2 separate regions of the Macaca mulatta genome follow, and region 1 is linked to region 2. A link is a contact called in public Hi-C data. All regions are on one chromosome and are shown on one strand. Each heading gives the region's core, a stretch centred on a gene start, on an enhancer-like site or on the middle of the called end of the contact. The rest is flanking DNA. Distances are from core to core; before and after follow the strand shown. Region 1 holds the start of TTL (tubulin tyrosine ligase). Region 2 holds the start of ZC3H8 (zinc finger CCCH-type containing 8).

Region 1 (6,833 bases), core at 2,925-5,424, 180 kb after region 2:
GATTGTTTTGAACTATTCCAAAAGTTTGTTGAATTTGTTTATTAACTCTATTAATTCTAATTTGTTTATTAATTCTAACATTTTGTGTGTATGTATGTGTGGGTAGCCCTTAGGGTTTTTTTTTTTTTTTGGTAGAATTTTCTACATATATATTATCTGTGAATAGAATCAATCTCTCTAGTAGGTGTGAAATTATTCAGATTTTGTATTTCTGTGTCATTTTTGGTAAACTGGAGTTTTCAAGGAAGTAGTCTATTTTGTCCACATGTCAAATTCATTTGCAAAAATTGTTTATAGGATCTTATTCTTTTTTTTTTTTTTGAGACGGAGTTTCGCTTTTGTTGCCCGGGTTGGAGTGCAGGCACGTGATCTTGGCTCACCGCAACCTCCGCCTCCTGGGTTCAAGTGATTCTCCTGCCTCAGCCTCCCAAGTAGCTGGGATTACTGGCGCCTGCCACCATGCCCATCTAATTTTTTGTATTTTTAGTAGAGACGGGGTTTCTCCATGTTGGTCAGGCTGATCGTAAGCTCCTGACCTCAGGTGATCTGCCCGCCTTGGCCTCCCAAAGTGCTGGGATTACAGGCGTGAGCCACCGTGCCTGGCCGGATCTTACTGTTTTTAATATCTTCAGGATCTCCAGTGATGTTTCTTTTTTCATTAAAAAATTTGTTTAAAAATATTGTTAAATCTTCTTGCATCTGACCTTTTTCACTTTAACTTTGATTGTTCTTCCTTTCATTTGTTGGTCTTGAATGCTTAACAATTTAAAAAATTTTTAAATATACCTCCTTTGCCTTTGTTGATTCCTTTATTGTACGTTTATTTTCTACTTCCTTGATTTCTTCCCTTATGATTTATTTTCTTCTACTTAGTTTGGGTTTTACTTATTATTGTTTTTCTAGTTTCATGAGATGGAAGCTTAGATAATTGATTTTCAGTCTTTTTTAAAAAACGTATGTGCTTTAGATTGTAAATTTGTATTAAAAACAGCTTTAGCTGTATCCTACCAGTTTTGATATGCCATATCTTTATTGTCATTCAGTTAGAAAATACTTTCTTGACCGGGCTTATGCCTGTAATCCCAGCACTTTGGGAGGCCAAGACGGGTGGATCACGAGGTCAGGAGATCGAGACCACGGTGAAACCCCATCTCTACTAAAAACACAAAAAAATTAGCCGGGCGTGGTGGCAGATGCCTGTAGTCCCAGTTACTTGGGAGGCTGAGGCAGGAGGATGGTGTGAACCTGGGAGGCAGAGCTTGCAGTGAGCCAAGATCGTGCCACTGCACTCCAGCCTGGGTGACAGAGTGAGACTCCGTCTCAAAAAAGAAAAAAAAAAGAAAATACTTTCTTATATTGTTGTGATTTCTTCACTGACTCATGGGTTATTTAGTAGTGTACAATATCACTTAATCTCCATGCAACTTAATTCCACTATTGTCAGAAAAGTGTTTAGAATTATTTCAATCTTTCGAAATTGCTGGAGTTTACTTTATAACCCAGGATACAGCCAGTTTTGGCAAATTCCTTACATTCTTTGTTCCAATATTGCTGCTGACTGTACGTCCTGTCTCCAGAAGAAGAAGGCACAACCAAATTCTGAGGTCTAAGCTAGGAAGTGATACATATCACCTGCTCACATTCTAGTGGCAAGAATATATTCACATGTCCATGGCTTAATGCTAGGAGCTTAATGCTTAATACTAGGGGCTTAATGCTAGGGTGGAGGGAAAGTTGAATTTTCAGAACGGATTATCCCCCTATAAGACAGCAAGATAGTGGCAAGCTATCCCACACAGATAGTGTTCCATCAGATTGGTCTGATTTGGACGACTTTCCTATGTTTTACCAGTCGCCAGTCGCTGTGGCAAAAGTGGTAGAGAGTAATCCTGTTGGACCAAGCCCAGATATTCATTTCTTTTATCAGTAACAGACACTGTTAATCCCACAAAAAGCCACAAAAAAACGGGTTCCAAGGGGGGTCAGGTGCTGCGGCTCATGCCTATAATCCCAGCACTTTGGGAGACCAAGGCGGCCAGATCACTGGAGGTCAGGAGTTTGAGATCAGCCTGGCCAATATGGTGAAACCCTGTCTCTACTAAAAATACAAAAATATAAAAAGTATGGTGGCCTGTGCCAGCTATTCAGGAGGGTGAGGCAGGAGAATCGCTTGAAACCCGGAGGTGGAAGTTGCAGTGAGCCGAGATCGCGCCCTTGCACTCCAGTCCGGACGACACTGCAAGACTCCCTCTCATACAAAAAAAAAAAAAAAAAAAAAAAAAAAAAAAAAAAATTCCAAGGAGGGAAGATGAGTTATCTTACAAAGAAAAGGGAATAAGCTGGGTGTGGTGGCTCGCGCCTGTAATCCCAAGTTTGGGAAGCTGAGGTGGGAGGATGGCTTGAGTTTAGGAGTTCGAGACCAGCCTGGGTAACATGGTGAGACCCTGTCTCAAAAAAAGTGGGGTGGGGAATAAGTAGTACCATAGAGAACCTACAGCTAAAACAAACAAAAATGGTGCTCACTACAAAGAGTGAGAAAAAGGAAAAAGGTGGCTTCTGAATTTGGAAATTCAAAGGTCACTGGTTTTCCTAATGAGATCCACGGTTGTGGAGTGGCAGAGAGAAGCCACCTGTGGCGCAGAAGTCGTCAGTGGGTGGGAGGAACGGATGTAGCATGGTGGGAGTGGACGTCACTTTCAAGGTAATCAGCTGTGACAAGCGGCAAAATACAGCGTCCTGGCTCGAGTTGCCCCAAAAGGTGGCCCCTAGAACAAGAATTTGAGCACAAGTACAGTAGTTTTTTGGGAGGTGATTGGGGTAGTGAGTCAGGGAAAGGAAGCAAGCCAACAGAAGAGGCCTTGATGAGCAAGTTACAGCTGCGGACAACTGAAGCTCCACCCTACAGAGGACCACCGCAACACGCCTAGGACACATGCCTCCCCGCAGGGCATTCTCGACCAACTCTATCCCTCTGGAGGAAATGCAAGCATCCAGAAGCTCCGAGTCTGCCCCATTTCTGCTCTGAGCAAGCTCTCCACAGCCAGCGAATGCCTACAGGTGGAGCCGGTGCGCAAGACGAGCGAGTGAGTGCCTGGCGGCCCTGTGGACTTTGGGCAACTATGAGAGGGAGAAGGTCGCTTTTACAATATGCTCGGGTAGATAAGGTGAGCATCGGGGAACAGGGTGCTCTTTCTCTAAAGGAGAGTAAAAGATGCAAGGCGCAGGGCTGATGCGGGTAGTTTATGAGGGAGTGTAGAAAGCTTGTGGGAACTCTGATATCATTGTCCTCTCTTTGTCCCTCAAATGCAGCAACATGTTCTTCAGAGTGGGCTGTCAGAACCGAAGGGACTTTTAAGAGTCACTTTCCGCCGCTCATAAGGGGAAATCGAGGTCCGGAGAAGGGAAAGCAAGTGGCTGAATGCCGGTAAAAGGCAGGAAGAGAGCGAAGCCCAGGGCTCCAGGGGGCCGGTTCGGGACCTGCTTCCACCAGCGGAGTCTAAGGTCATCCCCTTGGCCGTGCGCCACCCCGGTCTCAGCCGAAGGAAGGAGCACTCGACCCAAACAAAACCGACGCTCCGAGTCTCCGTAGTCGTTAAGCAAAGAGGAAGGGGAAGCGCTTCTTCCCTAGGCCACAGGACCGGGCCTTAGAACTTTTGGGTTTTATCCATAAAAGGTCCTTTGGCAATAGAAGAAAAACCCAGACAGAAATCTGCAAACTGGGATCTTCCGCCGGCCCCGCCCTCCGGCTGCGACCCTGAGCTTGGGAGGAACCGCCCCAGGCCCGGACTCTGGTTCCACTGCACAGTCCGCGCGCTGCAGTAAAGCCGCGCCCACCGCCGCGGGTTCCCAACCCTGCGCCGCCGCCGCCGCCCCGGGGAGGGTACCAAGAAGGCGCGCCGCGGCCCACCGGCCTCTCCAGAGCGCGGCGGGGCCGGGCCGCGCGGAATCACGGGCCAGAGGCGGGGCCGCGCCGGGGTGGGCGGGCGTGCTAGCGGCGCTTTCCACTCCGGCAGACGCGCGGGCGCCCGGGCGCTGCGCCGCCGGCACCGGAGAGGCACGGCAGCCGGGGCGGGCAGCGGCGGCCGGGCCGCGGCGGGCGCCCGGGCGGGATCGGCGCTGAGCCGCCTTCTCGGCCGGCTGGTCCCTGCGGCGGCTGCCCGGCGGCCTGGGCGCGCGGCCCTTCGCCATGTACACCTTCGTGGTGCGCGATGAGAACAGCAGCGTCTACGCCGAAGTCTCCCGGCTGCTCCTCGCCACCGGTCACTGGAAGAGGCTGCGGCGAGACAACCCCAGGTTCAACCTGATGTTGGGAGAGAGGAACCGGCTGCCCTTCGGGAGACTGGGTGAGCCCTTCCCAAATTCCTGCCTGCCCTCCCCGGAGCGGCCCTGCGCGCCTCCCGCGGCCCGTTAGAACCAGCGCTTTTGTTTTTAAAGGTCATAAATCTTCCCCTTGGTTGCTTCTTGGGCATATCAAAAATGGGATTCGGAAAGATCGAAACCTGTCGTTTTTAATGCTTTCTTGTCTCTTAACTCGGATTTAGAGTCGGAGTCGCGGTGCGGCCACTCGGGGCCGCAGCTGCCTCCTGACAATGACCGGCCGCCGGGGCTGGGACCTGACGCGGGAGTATAGCTGCTCCCCCGGGCCGACGCCTCCAAATCGGGCCGGTCCGCCGCGCCGAGAGCGGCGCAGGGCGCGGCTCCGCAGAGCCGGCGGCCGGCGTAGGCTGGAGTCATCTTGCAGCTCTTCCTCACTGAGAATTTCTCCCTGCTTGGCGTGGGCGCAGGGGGCGGGGGAGCTGAAGGTGTTGAAACCCCTGAGGCTTCTGCCACCCGAAGGGGCGGAGGAACGGTCAGAAGATTTAGAAAAGATCCCTGGATTCCAAAAGCAGGAGTTGCAGAAGAGACCCTAGCCCAGGGAAGCGTGTAGGGGTGTCTGATTATAAACCTTTCCTTAGTTTCACCAAATAACATGTTTTCGCAGTTCTGCATTGGATTAAGGTCTTACAGGAGTCTGTGTCTCGCCCTCCCTCTCTTCCCTGTTCTCCCCGAGGGAATTACCTTCATCCACATGGTTGAAGCTGGCTGGGCACCACCATACTCACTTGTAGGAAAACGCAGGAGATAGGAGGGGACTAGCGGCTCCTTTGTAAATGATGTCATCCAGAAGTTGCCCAGATCAGTTCAACTCACATCCCATTGACCTGAGCATAGTCTCATGGCCTCCCTCTCTGCACAGTCATCTGGGAATTGCAGCTTCTCTCTGGGGAGCCATGTTCCTTGCCAGAATTCACCAGAGGTGGGGGCCAATTGTATTCCAAAGACAAGGGAAAAATTGTTACAGAGGAAGAGTCACCTCTACCTTGGAGGACAACCCAGAGAGAGCAGTGTTCTATGTCCAGGAGAGGAAACAGTTTTTAGAAATAGGTGTGGTCAGAATTCGAATGGGTAAAAACTGAATATAGGCCATTTGGAATTGACTGGTCATTGGTGAGCTTCCATAGACAGAGCCTTTGGGGGGCGAGGGGGGCTGTGTAAAACTCAAATCGTTGGAGGAATGAAGAGCTGCAGTGTAAAGTTGTTCGATTATTTTGATAGTACCTGGGACAACTTTTCGTTGGTATACAAGTTTATGATGTAGAATGGTGACTCCATGGAAGGACCCATTTGAACACCCAGGAATCTCAGAATATGGAGACTGTGCCTGGAGACTCCCTTTTGTTAACCGGTGTCAGGAAGACCCTAGCGAAGAGAATACATGATCCTAAAGGAGATGAAGAATTGCTTATAGTTGAGAACAATTATTTCTTCCTTGCATTGTCCACTTCCCTTTCCAGACTTCCTGACATCCCTCTATATTCTTGGCAGTGCTTGGCTGTGAAAGCTTAGGTGGAATCCTAACATTAAAAACAACAAACGTGGCTCCGCCCAGGCAGGGGTAGGAGTGACTGGCATTACCCTGGTGCTTAAGCCTTGGAATGAGAAGCAGAAGCCTACAGAATTTGAATCCTGTACAGATACCACAAATTCAGGAGATGATCAGTAAACGTTTGAGCTGTGTGTTTGTGTGTGTGTGTGTGTGTGTGTTTTGTTTTTTTTTGTGACAGAGTCTCACCCTGTGGCCCAGGCTGGAGTGCAGTGGCATGATCTCGGCTCACTGCAACCTCCCCCTCCTGGGCTCAAGCGATTCTCCTGCCTCAGTCTCCCAAGTAGCTGGGATTACAGGCGCGCACCACCATGCCCAGCTAATTTTTTGTATTTTTGGTAGAGACAGGGTTTCGCCATGTTGGTGAGGCTGGTCTCAAACTCCTGACCTCAGGTGATCCACCCACTCCGTCCTCCCAAAGTGCTGGGATTACCGGCCTGAGCCACTGCGCCTGTCCAACATTTGGTTTTTATGGGAAAGAAAACAGCATCCTACAACGAAATTGGCTATATGCCATCACTGTTAAGGGATATTTACCTTTTGCTTAAAGTGTACTACATGAAAGCCAAGGATAAGATTTATAGAGCCAGGTAAAGGCTCTAGAAGGCAGATGCCCTGTGGATAAGAAGGTAGGCAGTTCAGGTGGGAATCAGGTCTGTCTGCTCAGGGAAACCAGTGAGAGCCAGCTAATGCCTGCCTGAAACTTTTGATTTGACTGTATGCCATTCTCAGATAAATTATTCTTACTTCTGGCATTTTCAACTGAAAAGTCCTTTGGTCTTACTTTGATTTTATTACTGGAAATATGATGCGTTTTATTAAGATTTGAAACAAAACATTTTTTATTTTATTGCATTTTTTTTTTTTGAAATGAAGTCTCACTTTTTTTTTTTTTTTGAAATGAATTCTG
Region 2 (6,287 bases), core at 2,430-4,929:
CCAAAAATCCCAAATACTTGTGAACCTTTATTGCTACACTTTCCAGTAATGAATCACCTGATGGAGTAGGAGGCAACCTCTCCTTAGGCAGAGGAATAATGACAATAATGACCTTGATAGCAGTAACAGCATCATCCAACACTTGAATGATGCTTACTCTGTGCCAGATGCTGCTCCATACACGTAACACTTATCACAAACAACAGTGTTATGACATACATACTAAAAGCCCATTTTACGGATGAGAAAACAATCACAGAAAGGATATGTAACTTGTCACAGAGCTAATACATGGTGGAGCTGAGATCTGAGCCCCAGCAGGCAGGCAGGGCTCCCAAGTATCTGCCCTACAATCACACTGTTATTCAACACTGCCCATTCTAAATAGATGTCTACTTTCACTATGAAGGTCTACAATACTCAGCACCCATATTAGACCTATGAGCAGATAGGACAGAGTTGACCACCTCTTCTGTGTAAAACATGTTCTTAGCTTCAGGGATAGTGGGCTCTTCTAGTTTCTTCTTTCCTCACAGCTACAACTTGTCAGTCTCCTTTGTTGGTTCCTCATCTTCACGACTTTAAAAGTCAGTTCTCACCTCTTCTCTTTGTCTATATTCTCATTCTAGGCTATCACTTTCCATATCATCACTATGAATATCATCTGTATGTAGTTGATTTCAATATCCAAGTCTCCAGCCCAAACCCCTCCTCTTAAAACCAAACAGAGCTAACTTCCTACTCAACATAACCACCTGAACATCTACTAGACATATGTAATCTTAAAACATCCAACACTGAACTCTTGCTCTTCTCTCTGAAGCCTAATCCTTCTTGCTATCTAAATCGGCAGCGCCATGCCTCTCAAGATCCCCACCAAAACCTTAAAGTCAATCTTGATTCCTCTCTTACATCCCCATCCAATCTCGGAGGAAATCCAGTTTGTTCTATCTTCAACATACCCACATTTGACCACTTCTTGCCACTAATACAACAATCCGAGCTGCTCTGGCACCCCTACATTCTACTCTCAACACAACTAGAATGACCCTGCTAAAATATTTCAAATGTCACTCTGCTGAAAAACCCTCCAATGGTCTGTTGTCTCATTCAGAGTAAAAGCCAAAGTCCTTATTTTGGCACCTACCAGTTACTCCATGATTGGGCTCCCATAACCCTACCCCAATACCTCGCAGACTTCCAAGTCCCTCTTACTCCACCCCAGCTGTCCTTCTGGCCACTCTGCTCCCCTAACGCAATCACACCAAGCTCACTTCCCCTGAGGACCTTTACACAGACTCCTCTCCACTCCTCTAGACTATGAAACCCCCTCACCTCCTTCAGGTCCCTACACAGGTTTTTAAAACTTACCAACGTTATCAGTGAGGCTTTCCTTATCTACCTTCTTAAAATATCTACACCCGCCTGGCCGGGCACGGTGGCTCACGCCTGTAATCCCCCAGCACTTTGGGAGACGGAGGTGGGTGGATCACGAGGTCAGGAGATCGAGACCATCCTGGCTAACACAGTGAAACCACATCTCTACTAATACAAAAAAATTAGTCGGGTGTGGTGGCAGGCGCCTGTGGTCCCGGCTACTCCGGAGGCTGAGGCAGGAGAATGGTGCCAAAGCAAAAGGTGGAGCTTACAGCGAGCTAAGATTGCACCACTGCACTCCAGCCTGGGCGACAGAGCAAGACTCCGTCTCAAAAAATAAATAAATAAATAAAAATAAAAAAATAAAAAAATCTGCCCCCTCCCTACCACCCCAACAGTACTTATTTTCCCCTTAGCCTTCATTCATTTTCTCAGGGTATTTAAATACGATATATTTATGTATTGTTTGTCTCCCCCTCCCCCTAATAACGTAAATTCATTAGTACAGAAATTTTCATCTCTTGTTCATTTACCGCTATATCCCCAAGGCCATAGCAGGTGCTGAATACGATTTTTTGAATGAATGAGAAGTACTCCCATCACAAATTACTAGGAAAAAAACCAGAAACCATATGAGAAAAGACTGATTCATTTGACTGGATAAAACAAAACCACAACATCCCCATTCCTTTATACCTTGAAAAATAATGCCATAGGCATGACAATTGGGAGTAAAGTACTCTCAAATAAGAGATCCTAGAATTTGAAAAAGACCAAAAAGAAGAAAAATGGGCAAATAATATGGACAGCTCACCATACTTCCATACCATCCTTCACCCATCATTTTGGCAAAATTCCAAGTGTCTTTTATGTATTGCAGTCAAGTTTTTGGGAATAGAATTTTCGTCCAATACACTTTCAAACTGATAGCTGCTGTTGGGATTTTTACATGTTGTTATCTTTTTTTTTTTTTGGTGATGAATTCTTATGTATTTTACAACGTATCAATTAGTTCCAGTTATTTTTCTTAGTAAATTATATCATCTGCAAGTAATTAGAGTCTTTGTCTCTTTCCAATATTTATAGGCCTTATTTTATTTTAGTCATTTTGCATGAGAAGCTTGGTGATAAAATCATGGGTCCTGGACATAGTTTTTCCACTTCCACTGTGCAATCTCGGCAGGTTATTTAGCCTCTCCGTGCCTCATTTTCCCATTTGTAAAACAAAGACAGCATCATCTTCAAGTTTGTTTTGAGGATTAAATGATTTCATGTAAAGCACGAGGTAAAGCTCTGGATGATCAGTTAAAATTTGAGATAGAGTGAACAGCTGAGCAATATCGAGAGGTAAAATCAACCATAATTGGAAATATATCTCAGTTGAGGGAAATAAAAGACGTAGGTTTAAGAACAAAGATACTTTTTAGCATTTCAAATTCAAAGAATAAAAAGAATGAACATCTATCTGGGTGTAAGCACTATGCACTGCTCCAAAAATGAAATCTACAAATTAGGGCCATTTGACCAAAAGTCTCCTTTGCTTTTCCAACCTAATGGAAATTTTAAGTCCAAATGATGTCTGTTGCTTTATTGTGGTCTTTAGGGTCTTTCCATGTCAATCGGTGGACTAATGGCAGAGTATTCCCTATTCTTTACCTTTTAATAAACTTGTGATTTCGTCCTTTCTACAGAAAAGAGCCTAGCATGTGTCAGTGAAAAAGGTCCAATCAGTGTCCTCTGGGAGTTTACGGTCTCGTGGAACCAAGCAATAGTAAAGACAGACGCTACCGGACCACAGAAGCGGGCTCCTAACCCGCTGCTGTGCAGAGAAAGGGGCGCATCCCGGAGCCTTCTCGCTTCCACCCCGCTCCCCCGCCCAGGCTCTCGGCAGCCCCGGCCGTGGCGGCCTACGCCTGAGCCCCGTGTTCAGCTTCTGCTCCCACCCGGACCCTGCACGACCTCTATAGGTCAGACGGTGGCGTCCGGCCGGCCCACGTGCTCCCCACGGGCTCTCCCGACGCGGCCCGGACGTGGTTCCGGACGGCCTCCAATCCTGAAGAAACTAAGAGGCGGAGTCCCGCTGAGCCCCTGCATTCAAAGGATGAAAAGATGGGGGATCACCTTTCGTCAGAGTCCGTGGCCGTTTTGCCGAGGGCCGGGTTGGGGGGTTTTGAGAAAAGATTCTCAAAATCCATGACCCAGACAGGTCCTCCCTTTCGCGAGCCGGGAAACTACAGAGTAACAACCCGAGAGAGTGACAACTGGGACGCGACAGGACGGACCCAGAGCCGCACCAGGGCCACAGGCTCCGCCCCGCGCAGCCCCACCCACCCCGCACATGCGCCGAGCCGCCCTCCGCGACTCTGGGCAAGCCCGCTCCTTCCCTGCCACCTTCGCCTCGGCTCTGCGCAGGCGCCGCCGTTGTTGCCCTTCCGTAGGCTTTTTCGTCTATTACCTCAGATAGTAGACTTTAATTTAATTAAATTACTTAATTTATTATTTATTTATTTATCTATTTTGAGACAGAGTCTAGCTCTGTCGTCCGGGCTGGAGCGCAGTGGCATGATCTCGGCTCACTGCAACCTCCGCCTCCCGGGTTCAAGCAAGTCTCCAGCCTCAGCCTCCTGAGTAGCTGGAATTACAGGTGCATGCTACCACGCCCGGCTAATTTTTGTATTTTTAGTAGAGACGGGGTTTCGCCATGTTGGTCATATTTTTAGTAGAGACGGAGTTTCACCATGTTGGCCAGGATGGTCTCGATTTCTTGACCTTGTGATCCGCCCGCCCCGGCCTTCCAAAGTGCTCGGATTACAGGCGTGAGCCACCCCGACCGGCCCCAGCCCAGAATTTTTAAAAGGATTTGTTAGGATTCTGCTTTCACCTTGGTGAAAACTGTTCCATCAAAATCACAGTATTTCTAAGGGATGGTAGTAACAGCTAACATTGATCTGAGCACTCCACTACTATTCCTTAGAAATAGCGTTTCATATGTTAGCTAACTTAATCCTCACAACAGCCCTGTAAAAGATGTTCTATTACCATCCACATTTTTGAAATGAATAAGCAGATATGTAGTCTGGTAATGTAACTTGTAGGGTCTCTACAATTGAATGGGATTAAAATGAATACACAAGTAACCTCAAGACCGAAAAGTCCATTAAAAAGTATCAAATACTAAGAGGATTCAGAAGAGGGAAAAAATTGCATCCAGTTGGGAAGGCTTCTTGAGAAGGGAGTATTTGGGCTGGGTCTTGAGATATTTCCATAGGAAAAGATGAAGTTAAGAGTAAATGGGCATTCCAAGTAGAGAGAATTGTATTAAGGCAGGAAAACAGAGCATGCTGTTGCAGAACGGGGAATTGCTCAGTTTTGCTCAGTGTAATACCATTTAAGGCAATAGTAGAAAGGAAGGCGCAAACCCTAGTTTGGGCCAATGATAGAGAACCTGACTTGCTTCTGTAAGTGAAGGAACTGATTCTTGGCATGAGTCAGGATCCCTCTACCAATTAGTGAAGGGAACTATATGAAGCCAGACATCTTCCCTGGGGAAATTCTACTTTCCCGTGTTGTTTATGTTATAGGCAATCACCTATGGAACATGAATCATTACTAAAAATGGAGAGGAAAAAATGAATTAAGGAAATGAAAACTAGAATTACTCCCTCTTTAGCAGGAAGCACTATTATAGAACTCAAATGGTTACTATACACATTTTTTTATATAAAATGTCCAGCATACAGCAAAAGATAACCAGACACAAATGAAAATTCGATTAGCAGGTAAAAAGCAGCTAAAACATCTGACCTGCAAAGGCATCAGACACTAGCATTTTCAGACAAAGACTATATAAAAGGCTACATATGTTTGTGTTAGATTGATGCCAAAAATGGCCCCAAATTCTCCAACTTTTCCCGTATCCATGTCCTTTGCGGTGTGACTTTGCAGCTCCTCCCACAAAGAGGTAGGATCGGTTTCACCTCCTCTTTAATCTAAGTTGACTTTGCCTCATAGAACAGCTTGTTTTAGCTAGTAGAATGCAGAAGTGGCCTGCCAATACCAAGCCAAGGCCCCAAGGGGCTTTGTATGTGTCTGCTCTCTCTTCTATGCCTGCTTTCTTCAGGACAATAAGTTCAGGCTACCCTGCTGACGATAAGGGAGAGACATGTGGAAGATAAGGCAAATGGAGGAGAGCGAAAACACCCAGTCAACAGCTAGCAAAACCCTAAAAGCAAAGCCTCCTAGGCAGCATACAGCTGAGCACACACATGATGAAGTCCTGCAGAGAACCGAAGACTCTCAGATGATCCCAGTCCAAATTACTAACCCACATTAATTGTGAGCTAAATAAATGGTTCCTGTTTTAAGTCACTAAGTTTTTAAGTAGTTTACTATATGGTAATATCTAACTAATAAAAAAGAAACTATAAAAAATGTCATAGAGGAACTGGGGAGAAGTAACCAAGTAGAACTTCTAGAAATAAAAAATATAATCCTGAAATTTTAAAAAATCAGTGGATGGGGCCGGGCGCAGTGGCTCACACCTGTAATCCCAGCACTTTGGGAGGCCAACGTCAGTGGATCACGAGGTCAAGATACAGAGACCGTCCTGCCAACATGGTGAAACCCCGTCTGTACTAAAAATACAAAAATTAGCTGGGCAGGATGGCGCGCACCTGTAGGCCCAGCTACTTGGGAGTCTGAGGCAGGATAATCGCTTGAACCTGGAAGGCGGAGGTTGCAGTGAGCCGACATCGCGCCACTGCACTCCAGCCTGGCGACAGAGTGAGACTCCGTCTAAAAAAAACCGAAAAAACAAAAAACAAAATCAGTGGATGGTGTGGTCATATTAAAACGTGTTCAAAAATTCCTTAACACTTCTCCCTGCAAAAGGTGGAGACTTAGTCCCCTCT

What was found. Hi-C and Micro-C count contacts between places; a contact is called where the count stands out from the background.
Region 1: a Hi-C map of fetal cortical plate shows a contact between it and region 2, with 1.9 times the contacts expected there. The contact joins the promoter of TTL here to the promoter of ZC3H8 in region 2. A contact is called at or near these places in 5 of 14 Hi-C or Micro-C datasets (CD4 T cells, blood, fetal cortex germinal zone and 2 more).

What each region holds. Positions count from the first base shown.
Region 1 is chr13:22,566,277-22,573,109 of T2T-MMU8v2.0, forward strand. It overlaps TTL (tubulin tyrosine ligase), which reads left to right and starts at 4,175. Exons shown (of 7, transcript NM_001266278.1): 1 at 4,175-4,343. The coding sequence starts at 4,187.
Region 2 is chr13:22,388,523-22,394,809 of T2T-MMU8v2.0, forward strand. ZC3H8 (zinc finger CCCH-type containing 8) reads right to left here and starts at 3,680. Exons shown (of 10, transcript XR_013402646.1): 1 at 3,499-3,680.